Regions from separate parts of the Mus musculus genome. Here regions 1 and 3 are each linked to region 2. Evidence: chromatin contacts called from public HiChIP or PLAC-seq data. All regions are on one chromosome and are shown on one strand. The core of a region is the stretch at or near the end of the contact, and the rest is flanking DNA. Distances in the headings are between cores, read along the strand shown.

Evidence for each region. HiChIP or PLAC-seq counts read pairs in DNA pulled down with a chosen protein or histone mark.
Region 1: an H3K27ac HiChIP or PLAC-seq map of microglia shows a contact between it and region 2, with 4 times the contacts expected there. The contact joins two enhancer-like sites. A contact is called at or near these places in 1 of 484 Hi-C or Micro-C datasets (bone marrow-derived macrophages), 2 of 115 datasets of contacts at active chromatin or transcription factors (cardiomyocytes and microglia) and 1 of 9 other capture datasets (adipose tissue).
Region 3: an H3K27ac HiChIP or PLAC-seq map of microglia shows a contact between it and region 2, with 8 times the contacts expected there. The contact joins two enhancer-like sites. A contact is called at or near these places in 1 of 484 Hi-C or Micro-C datasets (cerebral cortex) and 4 of 115 datasets of contacts at active chromatin or transcription factors (SST interneurons, T-cell acute lymphoblastic leukemia, fibro-adipogenic progenitors and 1 more).

Annotation. Positions count from the first base shown.
Region 1 is chr4:120,086,495-120,089,194 of GRCm38.p6, forward strand. The region is part of intron 3 of Hivep3 (human immunodeficiency virus type I enhancer binding protein 3); the gene reads left to right. Among named protein-coding and RNA genes, the nearest start is that of Gm36215, 13 kb to the left of the region's middle. Within about 2 kb of position 1,442, at least 5 of the 459 cell types and tissues checked have an H3K27ac peak or open chromatin away from gene starts, as enhancers often do. A contact at or near this core is called in microglia, where this site is marked.
Region 2 is chr4:119,881,723-119,884,422 of GRCm38.p6, forward strand. All of the region lies in intron 1 of Hivep3 (human immunodeficiency virus type I enhancer binding protein 3), which reads left to right. Among named protein-coding and RNA genes, the nearest start is that of Hivep3, 68 kb to the left of the region's middle. Within about 2 kb of position 1,374, at least 6 of the 459 cell types and tissues checked have an H3K27ac peak or open chromatin away from gene starts, as enhancers often do. A contact at or near this core is called in microglia, where this site is marked.
Region 3 is chr4:120,052,125-120,054,824 of GRCm38.p6, forward strand. The region is part of intron 2 of Hivep3 (human immunodeficiency virus type I enhancer binding protein 3); the gene reads left to right. Among named protein-coding and RNA genes, the nearest start is that of Gm38632, 20 kb to the left of the region's middle. Within about 2 kb of position 1,392, at least 65 of the 459 cell types and tissues checked have an H3K27ac peak or open chromatin away from gene starts, as enhancers often do. A contact at or near this core is called in microglia, where this site is marked.

The sequences.
Region 1 (2,700 bases), core at 192-2,691, 200 kb after region 2:
TGGTGAGAGGGCTTAACAGGTAAAGATGCTTGCTGCCCTAGCCTAGAAACGTGAGTTCTATCCTTAGAACCCATATAAAAGTGGAGAAGAGGACTGGCTACATAAGGTTGCTCCCCCAACATCTACCATACATGCATAATGGCATGCACTCATCATGCACTGATTATTATTACATATGATAAATTTAGTAAGCGCTCAATATACAAAATCATAGAAATAAGTTACTTGTCTATACACTGGCAATGATCTATCTTAAAAGTAAGGTAGGAAAACAATATCATTTGCAGTGGTACACAAAACAATAATATAGTTAGGAATAAACTTAACCAAGGAAAGGAAAGAGTTATATACCAAAACCAAAAAAATTCTCATTAAGAAAAATTGAAGACCCAAATGTAAAGGCATCTTGCATCTCATGTTCATGAACTAGAAGAATTAATGTTGTTTAATTTCCATACTGTCCTAAGAAATCTACAGATTTGGTGTATAAACATACTAACATGCTCTTTACAGGAATAGATAAAACCCAATTTTATATATATATGAAAATCCCTATGAAAAACTAAATCCTGAAGAAAAATAAGAAAGCTGGAAACAATGCACCTCTTGGTTGCAAATTATGTTACAAAGATACAGTAATCAAAGCAGTACAGTATTAGGCATATAGACCAGTGAAACAGAATAGAGATCTCAAAATAAACCCATACATCTATGGCCACCCATCTTTTGCCAAGAATACACAATGATGTATTCATATCCACATATGGAGAAATGAGACTGAAGCTTTACCTTATATCACACCTACAAAAATCAACTCAAAGTGGATTAAGGACTTAAATGTAAAACCTAGAATTGGATCTCACCGTCACACAGGAGAAAAACTTCATGGCACAATCAGATTGGCTGTTGAGTTGAGCTCCTTCCTGATCCTATTAAAAGCATTGCTGTTTGGGGGTGGGGGTGGGGCTCGGGAGATGACCCGATGGGTGATGTGATTGTTGCACGGGCATGAGGACCTCAGTTTGGGTTTTCAGCTCCCACATAAAGAGCTAGAACAGGAGGTGTGCGCCTGTAATTGCAGTGCCAGGGAGGCGGAGCTAGGGGTGGGGGGAGGGAGAGGCATGATCTCCCATTTGAACTCAGAGCTTGCATATTGGGCTAGTCTCGCCAGCCTGTCCTGGGGGGGGGGGGGTCTCCCGTTTCCACCTCCTGAGGTCTGGGGTTACAGCCAGCCTGCCTGACATTTACGTGGGTGCTTTACCTGCTGAGCCATTTCCACACTCTTCCTTTCTTTCTTGATAGAAGCTATCCTAACTAACGTGGGTGAGAGGGGATTGGATTCTGGGCTTGAGTTCCTTTTCTCTAATAATCAGACCTGCTGGACATCTTTCCCTGTGCTTATTGGTTATTTGAAGAACTTCAGAGACGTCTGCTGGAGTCCTGTGGTCATTTTAAAAGCAGAAGTCCTTGCTTTTGTTGTTGCTGATTCGTAGGCATTCTTTACTGCATGGAACTTACTCTGTCAGAGCTATAACTACAGCTATGTCCTCTCAGTCTGCAGGCTTTTCACCCTCTTCTGATTTGACCATTGACGTGTAGGGGTCACTGATCTCAATGCTGTCCAGTTTAATCTTTTTGACTTTTTTGCTTTGTGTTATATTTAAAATATCATTACTAGTTCCAACATCACAAGGCTTTTCCTGTATGTTTTCTTCTAAGGGTTTTATAGTTTTGGCTTTGTGTTGAGGTCTTGTTTCCAATTTGAGTTGACTTAGGCCGTTTTCAGTTGGACTGGCCCTGTATGAGGAGTTCCGTGGAACATTTGAGATGGAGCAGATAAATAAAACATGTTGCAGAGTGGTCATGACTGCATGCCACTGCAAGGACAGTAATGTCCACCTGCCACACAGGCATGAAGAGAGAGACTGTAGGCAGTGCCCTTGTTCACTGTGGGCATAGTCAACAACAGTGATCTGCCCTTCTAGTATACTTATAGGATGTGTGTGCTTCTATGCCTGTGCGCCCACTCACATGCCTGTGTGTATATGTATGCCTGTGTATGTGTGTGTGTGTGTGTGTGTGTGTGTGTGTGTGTGTGTGTGTGTGATGTTGTAGTGTGTTCTTTCCTTAATTAAAAAATTATCTATCTACTGTGTGTATATGAGTGAGCACATGTGTACCATGGACAATTTGTGAAACTTGGTTCTCTCCTTCTGCCGTGTAGATTCCAGAAATTGACCTCAGGTGATCTGGCTTGGCACCAAGTACCCCTACCCACTGAGCCATCTTGCCACTGGCCCTGTTGTCCCATGTCCTATATATGTCCCTTCATGGTAGACAGAAGAACCCTAACTACTTAGGCAGCTTTTTGTACCAATGTCACTTAAACAAAATGTGGTCAAAAGACAGCTGGAGACCTACTGGGCGCTGACAAGCATACAGGCTGCTGTAGAATCCAGATCTGTTCCAGGCAGTGATCCTGGCAGAGCACAGTAGCCAGAAGATACGAGTCTGACCCGGTCTCCTGACAGGTTCTAGTCTTCCCCAGGGTGTCCTCAGTAGCACTTCCTGGCCCATTGAAGATAAGTAGGTCGGCTTAAGTTCACAAGTGCCCACTGAGTTCTCTCGGTGTCCAGACATGGCTTTGGATGCTTCTAGGGAAGGCAGATAAAAATAAATGACAAGGCAGGAGGGCAGCAT
Region 2 (2,700 bases), core at 124-2,623:
AGGGGTGCACCTGTAGCCTTCAAAGATGTACCCCTATTGATCTGCTTCCATACCTCCTACAGTAGTGACCCACCTCTTACAGTAGGCTCCCCAACCTTTAAGTGAGCACTAGAATCTGGGCACAGTACATCCAGGTCTGAGAGAGAGGGAGAGAGACACTGTCCTTTTCCTGCACCCACCAGGATGTAAACTCCCAAGCCGCACTGTAGATCACTGCAGCCCTGGCTCCAAGCACCCCGCAATGCAAGCTCTTCAATATTTTGGAATGACTAAATGGGAATCTGCACACACACCCACAGCAGGGAGCTGGGAGCTGAGTGTGAACCTGTGCTAGATGGACTTTTGTCAAACTGACACAAACAAGGGGCTCATGGGAAGAGGGAACCTCAACTGAGGAATTAGACTGGCCTGCCTGCATGTCTGTGGGGGCACTTTCTTGATTAATGACTGCTGTGGGAGGATCCAGCCCACTGTAGGTGGTGTCATCCCTGGGCAGGTGGTCCTGGGTTATAGAAAAGCGATATAGAAAAGGCAGATGGAGTTAGTCATGGAGAGCAAGCCAGTAAGCAGCAGGCCTTCGCTTCTTCACTTCACTTCTGCTTGTGTTCCTGCTCTGACATCCCCCCCCACACCCTCCCCCCACCCCCACCCCCACCCCAATGATGGACTGTGAGAAAGTGCATGAGCCAAATAACCCTTCCCTCTCCAAGTTGCTTTTAGGTCATGGTGCTTATCACAGGAACAGAAAGCAAATCCATACAGGTCCCCCTCCCATCCAGCTGTTTCTACCATTAGCCAGCTGGGTGATCCCGCTGAGCTCCTGTTTCCTAATCTGCAGAATGAGGTGGCTGAGTATAATGACCATTAGGAACTTGGACAGCTCCAGCATTCCGTAATTTCTCCTGTTACTCTATCTTGGCTTTCCAGAATATTTCACAATAGGTAACAGTGTGGGCTGACAGATGACATTTCATAGTTCAGTCGGAGTTTGAGAAACTTCTATGGAAAAACCATGAACTCCAGGGTCAACAAGACACCATAAAAGCTGTCAGGCCTCCTTCACACGTCCTGTCCTGTAAAGAGAGAAAGAATGTATGCTGGTAAAAGTCACCAGAGGCAAAGGGATCTTTGTCTTCATCCAGGGATCAATTGCTGTGTCCTCTGCTCTTAGAGAGGCATGCGGTCTCCGTGTTAATGCAGCTTCTCACGGCACAGGCGGCTCCTGGGGGTGGGGGCGGGGAGGCTGAAGCTGAGCTTTCAACTGGCCTCACTCCCACACTGGGTGCTGGGAGAAGAGGGGGGGTCTTTGAGTACACATACTTCCCCCATAGCCCTCACCAGGGCCCCAAGACAGTGCTGTCAGGACTCTCTTCCTGAGGAAGTTAAGAATGTCTTTGTCTTAATTTTGCTTGTCTCATCTAAAACTCTATTGGTCACAAAACTGTGGACATTTGCTGATTTCCAAAACATAGGCAGAAATGAATTAGGCAAATCTCACATGTTGGCGGTTGCAGGCCTTTAATGGGGGACATGGGGAGGCATAGTAGACAGAGACAATCAAGTATTTCCATGTAGAAATTCCAGTCAGTAAACTGCACCAAGTCCCTTCTGTGATTGGCACTCTTCAGGCTTCAAATCCAGGAGGTTAGTGGAAGTTCTGAACCTGAATGTGTCCACCCTTGCCTGATGGGCAGAGGCCATAGAGTTCACTATGCCCATTTGGCTAGCATGTAGGAGAAGGAAGAAGAAAAGGAGGAGAGAAATTGTCTCCAATTCTCCAATAATGACTGCGGCAGCAACAGTAATAATGTTATAATAATAGCTAATATTAATCGAGCCACTGTTCTAAAAACCATATGTGAATTAATTTGCCCAGGCTTCTTTGTTTCTCTACAAGATGGGTACTATCATTCTTTGTACTACTTTGAGAATGAAAGACGATGAGTTTTAATTACATTTTTTGTTTATAATTCTATACATGAGTACTGTATTTATGTCAATTTCAGTCCCTTCTCCCTCTCCAACTCCTCCTGTGCCTTCCTGATCCTTCTCAAATTCATACTTCTTCTTCAATTATTACTGCTAAATAAATATAAATATGTATTGCCCAGAGGTGGTGGTGCATGCCTTTTATCCCAGTACTCGGGAAGGAGTGGCAGGCAGATATCTGTGAGTTCAAAACCAGCCTGGTCTATAGAGTGAGTTCTAGGACAGCCAGGGCTACACAGAGAAACCCTGCCTTGGACAACCAAAAGATAAAAAATTAATACAAATATGTATATGTGCACACATATAAATATAAATACGGCCTGCTGAATCTATTGAGTGTTGATCACATGTATGTATGTTTATGGCTGGACAACTAGAGTTGAACAACTTATCAGGGGCTCTTCTCTGGGGAAGACTGAATCTCCTTTTCTTGTTAGCTGTTGATTGCCTATTGCTCTTTATCTAGGGGTCAGACTTTGTGAGATTCCACCCATCCATGTTGACATGTCAACTGGTACTGTCACTGTGCAGGTTTAGGTAACCACATTGTTGAGATAGTGTGGTACAGCTCCCTGTCTTCTATAGAATATACCACCTCACTATCTCACAGCAGACATCGGTCCTCTGGCTCTTATGGTGCCCCACACTATCCTCTTCTATGATTGTCTTAGCTAGGGTTTTACTGCTAAAATCAGACACTACGACCAAGGC
Region 3 (2,700 bases), core at 142-2,641, 170 kb after region 2:
GAGGCAGAGTGAGGAGGACGGCCCAGATGAGAGCCAGGAAGACTGGCACCCAGGACATCCTGGCATGCATGTAAGAAACATCCAAGTGTTCGGAGGAATGTGTCATTTAAGGGCCACCAGAGGGTTTTCGTCAGGGAATGGCATGGTGAAGAGACAGTCTGTGTGCCCATGCAAAGGATGAGCTGGGAGGTGGAGGAGTTCAAATATTGCTGTGTGTTGGTTTCAGTGCAGGGCAAGTGTGGGGGTTTGAGCCAGGCTGCCTTCAAGTGCTTCTGCTCTTATTTATGGACTCTCACTAAGGCTCTGGGCCAGGTACCACGCTAAGTGTTCTTTGTGAATGAGGTAATAGATGGCTTTCCCAGACTCATCTGGGCAGGCACTGACTCTCCTCCCTCCCTACAAATGAGCTATCACAGGCCCAGAGATGTTAAAAGAACACTCTGCCTTGATGATCTGGCTCCAAAGTAGAAGAGGGTGGATTCAAACTAGAGCCATGTTTTATCTACTTCTAAATGAAGAGCAGCCAGTCAGGGCCAGGAATGGTCAGGAGGGTTGCCCCAGGATGGCACATCCTGTAGCTAGGACAAAGGCTTCCTTGCCCCCTATCAAGTGTGACAGACCCCACAGAGCTGAGGGGCTTCACTGAAACCAGAACTGGCATATAGATGGTGTCTTGGTTACAGTTTCTATGGCTCTGGTGAAACACCATGACCAAAGGCAAGGGCAGGAAAAAAGTGTTGGCTTACATATCACTCACTGTTCATCACTGAAGGAAGTCAGGACAGGAACCCAAAGAGGGCAGAAACGTGGAGGCAGAAACTGATACAGAGGCCACTGAGGGGTGCTGCTTACTGGCTTGCTCCACATGGCTTGCTCAGCCTGTTTTCTTATAGAACCCAGGACCACTGGCCCAGGGATGGCACCATTTACAATGGGCTAGACCCTTCTCAGTTGATCATTAATTAAGAAAATGCCTTACAGCTGGATCTTATGAAGGCACTTTCTCAATTTAAGTTCCCTCCTTTCTGATGACTCTAGCTTGGGTCACATTGACAGAAAACTAGGCAACAGAGTTGGGGACTATGCAAATCACTGAGGTAGTGGAAACACTCTATGGAAAAAGTGTCCCTTTCAGAGCCTCCAGGCCAGAAAAGGGAAGGGCCACTGCAGCCCAGTGACTCTGCTCTGTAGCACACATGGCCTTACCTATTTGTGAGACCCTGAGCTGGTTAGGTGGGGAGGGGGGATCAGAGCTAAAAATGGGGGCAGCCTGGTCCCTAGGCCAGAGGCTGGGGAGGATCCCTGGGGAGCCTGGCCACCACTAGGCTTCCCCTGTGAGCTGAAGAGGCTATTGTGGTTGAAGAGAGTCATCCTTCCTCCAAAATCATGGCCATACTTTGCAATCTCAGCAGGTATTGACCAAGTGCTGAAGGTCTCAGTCCCTGCAGCTTCCCACAGTCATCCTGTGTGCACATTCTGTGTGTGTGTGTGTGTGTGTGTGTATGTGTGTGTGTGCACGCGCGCACTTTGTTTCTGTGTCCCTTCTCCCTATGAATAGATCACAGTGATTTTGTTGCGGGATTTCTAGCTTATTCTATTGCAAGACAAACTCTGTAGATAGGCATAAAGCTTGAAAGTCAGAAATAACCAAAAGAGGAAGAGGGACAGGCCTCAATTTCCGGAGAATTGACGCTGTGCTATTTAAATCCGACGCCGGTCCGGATAAGCCCTGTTGCTTCCATTTTCCAGGTGAGCATACTGAGCCACTGAGGTGTGAAATGATGTATCTGAGGCCACACAGTGACAGTGACCTGAGAGCAACTAATTCTTTAGTGCCAGAGCCTTGGGCTAGCCTTCTGCCATGGAAGGCTGCTCGAAGCTCACAGCTCTGGGCCTCAGTTTCTTCAGCTGACAGATGTGAATAGAGCTGTTCTGTAGCATCATTATAAGGACAGCATTAACAGACACTCGGCGCCTGTGGGTTTGGTCCTACCCCTGCTTTCTGCCTCTGCAGACAGGAGATGTTGCGGCTCCGTGGAGGAATAAGCTGCCTGGTAGTTTTCTTGCCCAGATTCCCAGTTAGCTGTTTGATGTCATGGGGCAAGCCGTGTCCCCTTCACCTTTGCATCTCTGAACTCCAGCCAGGGCAGCAGTGTTTTGTGGAAGCCATTCAGCTGGATCAGCTTACTTCCCTTTTGGGTGTCCCAGGGGCCTCGGGGAGGGGAAGTGTCCCCTCTGCTCTCCCGTGAATGCACGCAGCGCAGGCCTGTTGACCTTCCCATGAGAGGACTGCCTGTAGCCGGCTGGCATGCAGGGAACAGCTCTTTGGGTCTTGGCCCCCAGGGTCACTCCTGCTGCTCAGCCTGCTCCATCATTCCTTAAGGTTTTAGGGTGGCTGTACCCCACCAAGTGCGATTGAGGCCCACCTACCCTTTCCCCTCACAGGGTCTGGAGACCATAAGCCTGTTCTGTCAAAGTGTGGAGCCTGAGGTCTTGTTCCCTCCCTGCCGCTCACTACTACATGGTGGGATCCATTCACTCGGACGTTCATTGCACGTTCCTCTTTTTCTGTCCTCAGTACCTATCAAAGGGCGTCTCCCTCCTCTCTGCCCACCCTCTCCTTGATTGGGTGTTTTCCCCAGCATTTTATGGCACATCAATCCATATCAGAGGCTGAGGCCCATGGCCTGTCTGGTCATT